Linked DNA regions of Xenopus laevis: region 2 is linked to region 1. The links are chromatin contacts, called in public Hi-C maps. All regions are on one chromosome and are shown on one strand. The core of a region is the stretch at or near the end of the contact, and the rest is flanking DNA. Distances in the headings are between cores, read along the strand shown. Region 1 holds the start of LOC108696557 (transmembrane protein 88). Region 2 has its middle 23 kb from the start of ankrd65.L.

The links. Hi-C and Micro-C count contacts between places; a contact is called where the count stands out from the background.
Region 2: a contact with region 1 is called in a Hi-C map of the XTC cell line, with 2.4 times the contacts expected there. The contact joins the enhancer-like site here to the promoter of LOC108696557 in region 1. A contact is called at or near these places in 2 of 4 Hi-C or Micro-C datasets (the XL177 cell line and the XTC cell line).

The regions. Positions count from the first base shown.
Region 1 is chr7L:96,485,674-96,492,670 of Xenopus_laevis_v10.1, reverse strand. It overlaps LOC108696557 (transmembrane protein 88), which reads left to right and starts at 3,276. Exons shown (of 2, transcript XM_018226029.2): 1 at 3,276-4,147. The coding sequence starts at 3,878.
Region 2 is chr7L:96,554,439-96,561,435 of Xenopus_laevis_v10.1, reverse strand. No RefSeq gene overlaps it. Among protein-coding and RNA genes, the nearest start is that of ankrd65.L, 23 kb to the left of the region's middle. Within about 2 kb of position 2,720, at least 1 of the 7 cell types and tissues checked has an H3K27ac peak or open chromatin away from gene starts, as enhancers often do.

The DNA.
Region 1 (6,997 bases), core at 2,027-4,526:
TGTAATTACACAGCCTAGAAGGTTATTCTGTGACCCTGAAAACACAAAGACCCCTTACTGCATATTGTGTGTATAATAATATATTCCTCAAGCCTTGTGGGTGTCAGCATGCTTCGTGGGACTTGTAAAGTGTAAATGTCTTTATAGGGTCTTCCGACTGGTTAATATTGTGTTTGAGCATCAGTGACAACTGCCCGGCAAACACCTACCAAACCAAATTCGTAGTATAAAAAAGAAAATTCACCATGTAAAGCTCACCATTAAAGCCAACTGTCAATGTTAAAGGGAGAAAAACCTATAACTTTTGCTTTGTGTAAGCAAATGCTTCATTAAAAATGTGCCTTGGAGATACCATTCTAGACCAGTTACATGCCTGATATATTGCTTTTCCAGTGACATACTAACTCTTTAAGCGTCATGTGTACTAGACATTAAAGTACTACTTGTGCCAGTTCTGTAGATTCTACATTTTCAGGTTGCCTTTCATTAATTAGTGAAGCTCTAAGTGTTTATTGGCAACACTCGACGCTGTAAGATCAAAGGCATCCAACATTAAAGCATTAGATGAGTAGTTCATTTTCAGAGAACATAATGTTTTCAAACAGTACACTACAATTAATATGGCCCATTTACAAAGTACAAGTTCTGGTAGTGTAACAATATTTTTCTATTTTCCTTTAACCTCATAGGTTCTCCAAAATCAAGCAAGGGTAGAACATTTACCTTTTTCCTTATCACTTAGCTCAGCACAGGTTACACACCGATATAACATGGCCTCTGTTAAGAATTCCAAACTCTGGCATATACGTCAGGAGGATTAAAAAAGGGGTGTACTTTACTAGTACATTTGAGATTATGATGCTTCTTTGCTACTTATTACATGCCTTCTAGATATTTTGTGCAAAGAGCAATGCACAATCTCTATGTAAAACTGACCTATATTAAATCATCAAAGCAAACATTTGAGCAATACTGACATTTACACAGCAATTGTACATCAACCCCTTTTTCAATCTTTATTCTTATATATATATGTAAACAGAAGTTATACCTTTATAAATTAATGTTTTTGATCAATTACTTGTCAAGTACCAACATGGTGATAAAAACAATGGAGTACGAATCTATAATAATTTTGCAGCAGGCTTTACTTCATACCTACATGTATTTAGCTACATATCTGTCCACACTAAATACTGTTTGTGTTTAATGTATTTTCAATTACTGTATATAAAATAGTCTCTGTGAAGCTGACATAATAGAAGGACACTGGGAAATTCTCTTCTGCCCTTGGAATTGGGAGTAAGCACTATGGCACACGCTTGAAAACCTCAGTGGTTGAATGCCTTTCCCTACCCTTCAAATGAAGGTTTAATCCCTGAACCTATACTGTATGGTGTGTATAGGTGCAAGTATATTTGCCAATAGTTAATTAGGTTGGAAAAAACCCAAAGCCCATCAAGTGCAACCCAATGAACGCTAGTTCATATATTTATATATACACATACATATAGAGACCTACTGTATCTACACACTCACACATATAAACAATATATACTGATGCCTATGTAAATTGTAAATTATCCCTCTGCTCTCATACTTTATATTACAGTTATATATTGCATTTTTATTACACCATAAGCAGCCCTATTCCTTGGTGTCTGAAAGGTCTTGGTTTAATATGGAATTTATTCTTTACTCTTCATTGGCTGCATAAAAATAACTTAGTGATTAATCACTGCACCTGAGTTTTTTATAACCAATATTAAACCACTGGCAAAAAGGAGTAGCTTTTTGTACAGGGGAATTCCCGAAGCATAATATTTCTTCTTTTCACCGACCATCAGATAAAATGATTTGAAGCTGCAGCACCTACTAGCAAATATACAGGTATGGGACCTGGTATCCAGAATGCTTGGGACCTGGGGTTTTCCGGATAAAGGATATTTACATATTTTGGATCTCCATATCATAAGTCTACCAAACAATATTGTAAACATGAAATAAACCCCGTAGGCTGGCTTTGCTTCCAATAAGGATTATTTATGTCTTAGTCTGGATCAAGTACAAGGTACTATTTTATTATAACAGAGATATATATAACAATATTATAATATTTTATTATAACAGAGAAAAAGGAAATCCTTTATAAAAATTTGGATTATTTGGATAAAATGGAGTCTATGGGAGAAGGCCATCCTGTAATCTGGAGCCTTCTGGATAATGGATTTCCGGATAATGGATCTCGTACATGTATTAATGTAAATATTTATTCATTGTTACTTAAAAAAAAAAAGTCTACTAAAAAATAATGTAAACATGAAATAAACATAATAGACTGGCTTTGCTTCCAATAAGGATTAATTATTTCTTAGTTTGGATCAAGTACAAGGTATTGTTTTATTATTACAGAGAAAAAGTGTGAATTATTTGATTATAATAGAGTCTATGGGAGACAGCCATCCAGTAATTTGGAGCTTTTGGATAACGGGGTTCTGGATAACAGATTCCATACCTGTATGAAAGAAATGTTATAAACATTAGAATAAAAATATAAAAAGGTTTTTATATTCCTATAGACCTTCCCCGGTGTTGCATGAAGCCCCACTATAGGGAAGGATTAAAAGGCAATGATTTTTTCCAGCAGGCAGCCTGCAAGTAATAAATTATACAATTACAATTTTTTATGAACACTGTATGGAAATGCATATAAAAATGAAGGATTTGGTTGGTGATTTCTGCCATGAAACCTTAATTAGTCATTTAACTTTGTAAATGGAGCACAGTAATTAAAATGAAAATGCTACACATACACATATTATGTAAAGAGAGAGAGAGAGCAAGGTAAAGAGAAATTAGGGAGAACAAGAGAGAGAGAGAGAGAGAGAGAGAGAGAGAGAGAAAGACAGTGGAGAAGACAGAGAGAAAGGGGAAACTTAATAGATAAGGTGAGAGAAAAGCAATGCAGAATATGTTATCGCTTTGGAAGTAAAATATAAATGTATAGAAAAGTGTTTTTTCTTATCCATTCTGTATTCCATGAACTCCTTATGTGACATGCTCAAGTTGACAGGTATCATTCACACTTTTTAAGCACATCTAAGATGACTTGATGGCAAACTCTCTGCTCTATTAACCCCCAGCTGGGAAGTGTGACAGAAGTCATAAATGGTGTCGGAGTAATGACATTGTGTTTTAACCCGGAATAACCCAGGCTGATTGACTGAGCCCTAGGTGTAAATCTGTTTAGTGCATATGAAAGGGAGAAGCAGATGCAGGAGCAGCGGATTGGCTAGTGGGCGCTGAGAGTTCTTTGAGGCAAGCTTACAAAGCCAAGGCAGTGCACAGTGCTGCATCGACACTGTGATGCTGAAACAGCCATCTGCTAACACGGTCGCTATGCAATCTCTGGGATGGTTCTTCTCAAGAGACAGTCTCTAACAGACCCACTCTCATATTTACCCACTGTTGGAATACATCTGAAACTCTCCCATGGAACCTGCCAACCAGCCAACTGTGTAACAGTGGACTCCAATAACAGACTCCAATAACAGGAGGGAAATATAAAGATCTTTGAAATCCAGAACATCCACGAGGATAAAACTGAATCTTGGTGAGACCTCAATTACTTTAAAGGACAATCACACACAAGTCAAATCCAATATTACGGCAAGAGGAGAAAGGAGAGCTCAAGTGACACGCTAAATAAACAAAAGGAGGAAAAGGACAGGAGCAGATGGACTTTTGCTACAAGCAGTTGTGAACATTAGGGTTTGGAAATTAAAGTTGACAAGGGAGGAGAACTGTGATACGAGAGCTAGGCTGAGACTAAACATTTGTGTTAGCAGGTTGAAAGAAGTCAAGGTTACTGTAAAACATGTCTGACCAAGACATTGAAGACTTTGAAGCAGACAATATGTCAGATACCTCTCAGATGATCCCCAGCCTCCCACCCTATAATATGGAAGATCAGCTCCTGCCTATGGAGTCTCGGAGCAGGTGGGGGTGCTGGATGTGGACGCTGCTGGTTACCGGAGCTAACTTTGTGGCTTTCCTAGCTAACTTCATCATACTGTTTTTTATATTCACCATTGTCCTGACACCCACTATCGTTGTGGTTTACTTTGGGTTTCAATGCCACTCCAGGGTAAGTAAAGTAATGCTCCATCCCTCAGGGAATACAGTCATAAAACGCACCAATTACACATAAGGAAAATCACATTGACACAAGGCTATTTATTCTCACATCTCAGTATTATCCAGTCTACATTTATCTGTATATTTATCCTTTACACAAACATGACTCCAAGTACCAGAAACAAAAACCTGATTATTTCTGTACATTTTATTGTTGTTTAGAATATTATATTATGGGAACATCACTTAATGATATAGTGAAGGTTGGGAGAATGGCTACTGATTGCAGCCCAGTAACTGAGGTCACTTTGAATTCTATCTGGTAAAATATGCCATGGCTGAGAGCATCTGTTTTATTCTACTGACATTGTATAAGCACATACATATAAATGCATTTGCTGACCCAGTCGGTCAGATGTCAAAAAGGGGTTACAGAGCAATTGAAAATTCAAGTGGATTTGTCTTCGTTTAAAATAAATTCTCTGAATATTAATGGAATAAATATTTTCTCTAAAAGTTATATTTAAGTACAATAATACAACCTAGGGGGAAAATGGGTGTTTTCTCCTGCTGAATATGAAATCTCATCTAACTGCCATATTAATGTGCATGCTGGTATAGTAGCCAAAAACAGACTCATACATCACTAATTAAGAATGGTTTGCGCAGAATATATTTTAAACTAGATAAATGGTGAATTAGGCTGCATGGAGTGTCCTCACCCAACTTAGAAAAGTAAATATAAATATTAGAAAAATGGGACATCAACTCCAAATGACCAATTCACCATTACAATATTAATTAATAAATAATTAATTTTTTACTCTCAGAAATTTTGTAATTCCATATCCAAATTAATATTGTAATGGGGAATTGGTCATTTGGAGTTGAAGTCCCATTTTTCTAATATTTAGACTCATACATCAAACAGACTCATACATACTTGCCTGTGTAAGTATATTCAGAGGAATGTATTGAGTTAAGACAAACCCTAGTAGATAAGCAGTAACCCAGAAAAGATTATCTTATCTATTGGGCCATATTCAGAAAAATCTCATAAAAAGTCCATTGGTCTGTGGATAAACTGAATTAGAAGAAGTTTTTCTCCTGGAATTGAATTTATGTTTGAAGCTTCATCAAAAACTCATTGTTTCAGCAGCTGCCATGCTGGGCAAATACTGGCTCATTTCAAAGCAAACTGATTTGTTCTTCAACCTGCAGGCTCACAAATGTAGGACCAAAGTTAAAGAAGCTTTAGGACCCAGGCAAACTGGCTGAAGACTGACCCAGAGGTTGTAACTGCACATGGACAAACATATCAAATCTTTATGACCATTACACCAACACGTAATACCATATGCTGGAGTTGTGGGACATGGGTGGGTAGAGAGAGAGGGGTGATGAAAAGAAGTTTCATCCAAGATCCAAGACCAAATTTTGAACCAGGGTCTATGGATAATTGTTATAACAATGAAAAAATACTTACATTAATACAGGCATGGGATCCATTATGCGAAACCCTATTATCCAGAAGGCTCCGGATTACAGGATGGCCATCTTCTATATCCAAATAATCCAAATTTTTATAAAGGATTTGCTTTTTCTCTGTTATAATAAAAAAGTACTTTGTACTTGATCAAGATTAAGAAGCAAAACCAGCCTATTGGGTCATTTCACGTTTACATTATTTTCTATTAGTCTTAAAGTATGGAGATCCAAATTATGGAAAGATCCATTATACAGAAAACTCCAGGTCCCGGGCATTCTGGATAACAGGTCCCATAGCTGTACTGTCGTCACATAACGAAGCCCTTTTATTATAATCCCATTTGATTTCTTCCACAAACTTTAATAGTGCTTTGTTATTTTCTGCCATATCTGTTTATTTTGCCTCAGCCAAATTTCTTTAAATCTTTTTGTTAAATCAGCCACAGGCATCTCAAGCAGCAGTATATTAATTGTTAATGAACCATTCAGATAAAGGATAATTGATCCTGCATTATCCTGTGGGACACTCAGGGTCATTTATCATTGCCTTTGGCAATAGGCAAATAGGAAAGCACTGCGGGTACACCATTGTGCTATGAGCAGAAAGAGCTATAGGCTGTGTTGCTCTCAATCTGTGTATTTTTACAAACCGAAAGGAGACCCGCTCTGTACCCCTGATAATTCTTAAGCCGGTGACATTCTCCCACTGATATCGTCAGATCGGCAATACATGCAGAGATATTATCGGTAGCCGTCAGAAATGTTCTCCCCTGTTGATCAACTGAACGACTGATCGCCATCTCATGAAAAATGTTGGGACACTCCACACACGGCCCGAAAATCGTACGAAACAGAGTTTCGTTTTAACAAATCTTTGCGTCTATGGCCAGCTTTATGAGCCACTTCCGCTTGCATGTAGACACATGCAGCAGAGCGGAGGTCGGCCCAAAGATGTCGCCTTTCTTGTATTTGGGCTGACCTCCACTTAATGCACACAGGCAGATCTAATGCAAATCAGTTGAGATGAGTCACAGAGCTGATCTGCTTCTTTCAGTCTGCAAAAATACACAGGCTGAGAGCAGCGGCGCATATAGCTCCCTGTGCCCAAAGCCTTAGGACTCCTACACTTACCTGCTGAACCTGGAGCAATGGTTTTTACAGTTAGCTCTTTGTACATTGCACCAGATTAATGATCTGGCACAAGGTGTACCGTAATCATTCCCAAATCATCCTTGTACTTGCTGTACACAGATATAAAGTACAGGGCTATGTAGCATCTTGCACCCATTGGGTCTCCCAAGCTAGCACATTTGAATAATGCAGAAGCTAAGGAGTGTGCATGGGAATTCCCATGTACTGCCCCTAGGGCACT
Region 2 (6,997 bases), core at 1,471-3,970, 69 kb before region 1:
AAGTACATACTTGGGTAGTGTAATAAAAGGCACAAATAACCCATATAACGGGCAACATTTACTATCCTTTTTTTTAAAGGATTGTATGTCACTATTACTTTTACCTTTATGTCTGATTACACAAATGCTGCAGCAGGATCATAACCAACTGATCAGCTTCAAACAAAGATTAATTCTACTTTTGAAATACTCTAAAGTAACTGCATTTTTTAGTAACTGTATTTTTTTACATTCTTTCTTCTGCAGCCACCATTCACAGGGCCAAATGCAATAATACATGAACGAATTAAAAGAGATGAGCCAACGTATCCAGTAATGATCAATGACAAAGCCATCAATATAATAAAATGAGTAAGTTATCAGCATGAAATCAGTACTTTACCATGAAATATTTAAAGGTTTAGCAAAAAAATCAAGTTCAACATTTAAGTTGTGCATGTTGACATGTAATAACCTTTTTCATGGGTTAGTAAACCACATGTGTTAGTAAATGTGTACACAATTTAGGTAACAGACTTATCTGTGTATAACAATATATGTATATTTTCATAGCTCCTGATAAAAGACCCAAAAAAACGTCTTGGAGCAAGTGATCGAGATGCCGAAGAAGTCATGGAATGTTCTTTCTTTGAGGTATGGGGTCTAAACAGACTCATATAATATTTTCACGTTTTTTCAAATTGACTGCATTCTTAAAATAAAAATTGAATCTTTTAGCATTGGCGAGAACTCTAAAAATCAATTAATAATGCCAGAGCCAATGCCCTAACTGTTTGCTGATTTATACATGTGAATAAAGATTTGTTATGCATTGAATAATAACATTTTTACCATTTATTTTCTGTTTTAAAGCAATTGGACTTTGATGCCCTCTCAAAGAAGAAAATAACACCCCCGTTTATTCCCAAAAAAAAAAGTCGAGGATGTTTTTCTAGAATGTTTCCTAAATGTCGAAGACAACTTAAATTGTCCAACAGTCAATACAAACAAACACCGAAACTTGTCGAACGGGAGTTTCAGGACTTTGATTGTTCTATGTTGTAACTACATTGTTCTACGTTGTATGGAACCATCACAAAATAGGAGTAATTTTTTAATTAAAAAACCTTTTCATAATACCTCAGTTTAGTATTATCTTTTTTGTATCTATGAATTTTGTTGCCACAACCTTTTTTCTCATAATTAAAATTTGTTTAGTGGCATGCACTACTTTCCCCTTTGTTATAGTTTATACAGTAGCAGTGGCTAGCTACGTGTTGTAGCTCCCGCCATTCCCTACAGTCAGGTAATCCCAGTGGTGTCCAATTAAAAGGGCAACCATTTATCCATTTTAAGCTTGGAATCTTGTAATGTAGTCTTGTAAATGTAGTCCCTCTAAAAAAGCTTAAAGGAAAACTATACCCCCAAAATGAATACTTAAGCAACAGATAGTTTATATCAAATTAAGTGACATATTAAAGAATCTTACCAACTGGTATATATATATATGTGTAATATACATGTGTATATATATGTAAAATACATCTCTTGCCTTGGACCACCATTTCATGATGGTCTCTGTGCTGCCTCAGAGATCACCTGACCAGAAATCCTACAAATCAAAACTGTAACAGGAAGAAGTGTGGAAGCAAAAGACAAACATGTGGTTTGTTTGTGTGCAACCTGAATCCTACGATCCCAGGGGGCGGTCCGTAATTTTTAAAATGGCAATTTTCTATTTAAGATTACCCAATGGCACATATTATTATGAAAATGCTTTATTTACATGAAGCAGGGTTTTACACATGAACTGTTTTACTCAATATCTTTTTATAGAGACCTACATTGTTCGGGGGGTATAGTTTTCCTTTAATTACATGCTAATTTTGTTAATGAATCAGACCAGGGATGACAGAGTTGGGCAGCTTGACTATATTGTATTATATGAAGAAACAATCCCTGTTATACAGTATCTAGTATTCAATTTAATCAAAGGCAACTGGACATCCTAGAGTTTTTACCATGTTTTACCACTCATCCGAGTGGCTTCTTCAGTTCAGTTGATGTGGTAGGAAATCCCCTGGCATTTAAAACCTTTGAGGGTAGTAAATCGAATTCGATTTTCGAGATTTATGATACTCTCACCTTTTAAGAACTCAAATCCGACTACTCCCAACCTAAAACCTGCTGAATTGCTGTTTAAGTCAACGGGAGAGTTCCAGGGATCATATTGGAGTTGTTTGCAGCCTTACTGACGTTCAAGTTTTTTCCGGAGAAAAATTATAATCTAAATCGGTTTGAGGTTTCCGGTGGATTCAATTCATCCGAGTTTTAAAAATGTGATTTTTATTAAAAGAGACATTTATCTAATACTTATTTTCAGTTATATGATTCATCCTTCCTCAAAATATGTTATGAAGCAGAAAACAAAACGGTTTTAAAACATTTTACCTCTTACAAATGTCCTTGTATCAGAGCTATAGAGATATGTTTCTTCTAGGCTTTCCACCTGCCCGGTATTTTACTGGCCTGGCCGGTAAAAATGCTGGTTGATCCCAATGTTATTAATAGGGGAAAAAGATAAATATGTAGGAAGGCCGGTGTTTTTTTCCAGAAAAGGTGGCAACCCTAGTTTCTACTTCAGAGTTTAGGCTGAAATGAAGGGTGGGAGTGCCTCTTCAATCTCTCACAGGAAGTGGTAACAGCACTGACTGACAGACTAAACTATGTATTAGCAGGCAAAACCCCTCCCCTCCCACCTTCCTGCCTGTGTGTCTGTCTGTTCTCAGCCTGCTCCATAAACTCCCTGCATCCCTGCAAATTGTCCCAATTAAAGAACAAAAGGCTTCTGTTTTGTACTATGGATTGTTTTATACAACTTCCTACCCCCCAGCCATACCATTACTATGGTAGTTGTGCTGGAGAGCAGGTTTGGCAGTGATAGTGGATGCACCTGCCTCCTTCCGCCCACTGTGGTGCGCATACACAAATGTTCAGTTGGAAAAATTACAGGATTTCTATGCATCAAACCCTGCGTGATTGCAGTATCTGCTTCCTGTATAGTCACGTGCCTGACTGTACTTTACACCTGTAGCCTCTAGGCACTTAGTACATCATCATAAACATTATAATAAGCACATTATTTACCATTTTTGTAATGTAACAAACCAATTAATAATTTGAACTATCATTCATTACTTCTTCCACAAGATGGTGCCACATCTTCATATCTTGAGTATGAAACCGGATGTGACTCTTGTGTGCCCAGAGATAAAATTTTATAATCAAAAAATAATACTTTATAATATCCAAGCTGAATGTCTATTGAAGTTTCATTACCAGCAACATGGAACTGAAAGCATATTAAAGCATTTCCTTTTTTTCTCATCATTGTGTACATAGAATATTTGGTGACAGTCATGTTTCCTTTTAAGGTGCATAGAGAGAGATGTCCAAAGAATCATAAGGTGTTGCAACCTCAATTTATATTATAAGGTAACATCAGCATCTCAGTATTAATTCCACCAAAATGTTTTACCTGTGGACATCAAAGGAGTTTTCCTATTGCACACTGGCTCAGCATCTAATTGGGACTGTGCTGTAAGACTGACAGTATAAAATATATATGTAGCAGTAGGGAGAAGGAAACTGAGGGGAACAAAGAATTATTTCTAAAAATAAGTAGCGGAGGAAAGTTCTTCTGTCAATTTTAATAAATGTGGTCTTATTACTAGTCTCAGTCTGCATACCATTTTAAAGGGGTTGTTCACCTTTAAATTTTTTGTGTTTTTAAGTTATTTAGTTTTTTGTTCAGCAGCTCTCCAGTGTGCAGTTTCAGCAGTCTGGTTGCTAGGGTCCTAATTACCCTTCCATTGACTTGAATAAGAGGCATGGCTATAAATAGGAGAGGGTCTGAATAGAGGAATGAGTTATAAAAAGTAGCAATAACAATACATTGGTAGCCATGCAGAGCATTTGTTTTTAGATGGGGTTAGTGACCCTCATTCGAAAGCTGTCAGTAGAGTCTGTAGAAGAAGGCAAATAATTAAAAAACTATAAATAATGAAGACCAATTTAAAAGTTGCTTAGAATTGTCCATTCTATAAGTAAATCCTTAGCTATGTTTTGTATGAAAATATGTGAATATTTTCCTCTATTCATCACTTCATTGCTTACTGGGAATTTTTGTGCCAATTTGTAAAATCAGAAAAATATCAACTAGAACGTATTTATTTGCTTTTCAACTAGGAATCAGATGGGTTAACTGATTCCTTGCATCCAAAGTGGAGGTGGGATTTTTCTATTCATTGTTCCTATTCATGCGCAAGTCAGAATACAGATCATGCACAAGTACATTCATAAGTAAATAGTGATATTGTCAATAGCATTCACAAAGCAAGCAACAGGAGACAAAAGGCTTTGCTTGTTTGGCCCCTTTGCAAGCCATTAACTGCAGGCTGAACTGCAGAGAAAATCATACAGCATCCTTATGGGTACATACATGTGCAACCTCCTTTCTATATGATATACAAATTACAGTTAACCCATGGTTGTCCATTTTCCTATGCAACACTGCAAAATGACTGGTTTGCCTACAATGTTTTGTTCCTGCTAGATGTGATTACTTTATTCTAGTGGTGTATTTGTCAAGGTCTCCAAAAGGTACTGCTTGGCCTAGTTAAGGGAGGAGAGACCTAGTGATTATTGCATAGTCTATTATGCTGGTGTGATCGGTAAGGTATATACTATATATAGTAATAAATCACCCCTCTTCTAAGTACCTCATATTAAATTACGGCACCATTCCTCTTCTTTATAAATGTATGGGGGCTCCACCTCAGTATTAGGAGTGTATTAAAAATGTTCTTATGTTAGTACATACAACAACAAAAAATATTCTATGTCTAAACTTTACCTTTCTGCATAGAACATGTAAAGCATTATCCTTGTAAAAAGTTTGAAACAATACACTTAAAATGCCACTTTATGTAACTACTACATGCCAGTTACCAGTAGATAATGGCTTATTCACTCTCTTGCAAATTTGGAGCATCTGAGTGTAATCTGATGAATAATTTGGGTCTAGCTCACAAGTCTGAATACTAAATATATATATAAATGCCAAGAGTATTAAATATCACATGGTTCATCTTTAAGTTAAGGTTCAGTATGTTGTAGTATGGGGAATTTTTACAGAACTATTCAGTTGTTCTTCATTATTTATTTTGAATAGTTTTTGAATTATTTGCCTTCTGACTCTTTTCAGCTTTCAAATGGGGGTCACTGACCCCATCTAAAAACAAATGCTCTGTTAGGCTACAAGTATATTTTTATTTGTACTTTTTATTACTCCTCTTTCTATTCAGGCCCCCTCCTGTTCATATTCCAGTCTCTTAATCAAACCAATGTATGGTTGCTACAGCAATTTGAACCCTAGCAACCAGTCTGCTGAAACTGCAAACTAGACAGTTGCTGAATAAAAAGCTAACTCAAAAATGATAAATAAAAAAAAATGAAAACCAACTGCAAATTGTCTTAAGACATCACTCTTTACATCATGCTAAGGGGTCTATTTATCATGCTGTATAAAAAATGGAGTGAAACATTACTAGTGATGTTGCTCATAGCAACCAATCAGATCTTTACTTTTGTTTTCTAACTGTTGAAATCTAATTGCTGATTGGTTGCTCTAAGCAACATCACTGGTAGTGATTCACTCCACTTTTGGTGGAGTCTCTGGTGGAAAATGTGTTTTTTGAAAGTCTGTTTAGCATTGGTAGCTAGATTTAGAGTTTTCAGGAATTTGTATTATAATTGTTTTTTTTCAAGGAAAACTATACCCCTCAAACAATGTAGGTCTCTATAAAAATTGATTGCATAAAACAGCTCATATGTAAAAACCTGCTTCATGTAAACTTCAAATGCTTGATCCAGGTTTCATAGCGAAACTTTTGCTACCATTCATTTCTGCCTAGTGAAACTTTAATACATTTAGGTCATATATATGTCTTTATTAATGATGTTGCTGAAATTGCTTGAAGTGGCCACTTACTATTACAAATGTCCAAGAAAGCAAAATAAAGACAAATGAGATCCTCTGTTGTCCTAGACATGAGCCCACCCTAAAACAAATGTGGGATGACCCTCAAATGGTTAACAAAACCTTGTAAACATAATCCCACAATAAAATATAAATTTTTTCATGACTTTTCAGCATACAGGATATGACGTCATTGACATAAGATAGAGGACTTCGCCAGGTATAAACTGGTGAAACAGACTTTGACAAAAGGGGTAACGTATGGAAAATATGCACTTTAGTGAATTTGCTGAGTAACGATCGTTCACCAGAGCGACAATTCACCTGGCGAAAGGGCCAAAACATCGTTAGTGATGTACTCTTACGCTAGCAAATTGTCCTCTAGGCCTTTTAGTAAATTGGCAATGTCCCTGCGGATTGGATTTCTGGCCCTTAAGTATATTTGCCCCCATGAATCCATGACTTCGTGACAAACATACTTTTGTATGAGGTTTGTTTTATACACCCTTATTAGTGATGTGCAGGTAAGGAAAAATGTAACCCACACCCGACCCTAACCCGGAAAACCTTAACACACACCTAACCCGCAAAATGTTGCCATTGTCGGACCCGCACCAAAGCCCGCATCTTCTCACTCCATACACTACTTCTGTGTGAGCCTCTAGTTTCAAGATGCACCTGTAGTTCCAAGACAGGAAATCTTCAGGAACAGCGGAGGAGTGTACTTCCCCAGGATGATATGCACCCAACCCTAACCTGCAATGGTCATCCAAATTTCAACCCAAACCTGCCCTACCAGTGGTCAACCTGTGAATAAGAAACTGCCTTCTACATGTTTGTTACAGAGTCCTATATTTTTAGCTCAGATATTAATAGTTAATCTAAAGCTAATTCATGGAATATGTTGTCTTTGTAAGCCTTCCAAATCTGGTTAAGACAGGAAAGGAACAAGCTCCACTGATTGCATTTATATTACCA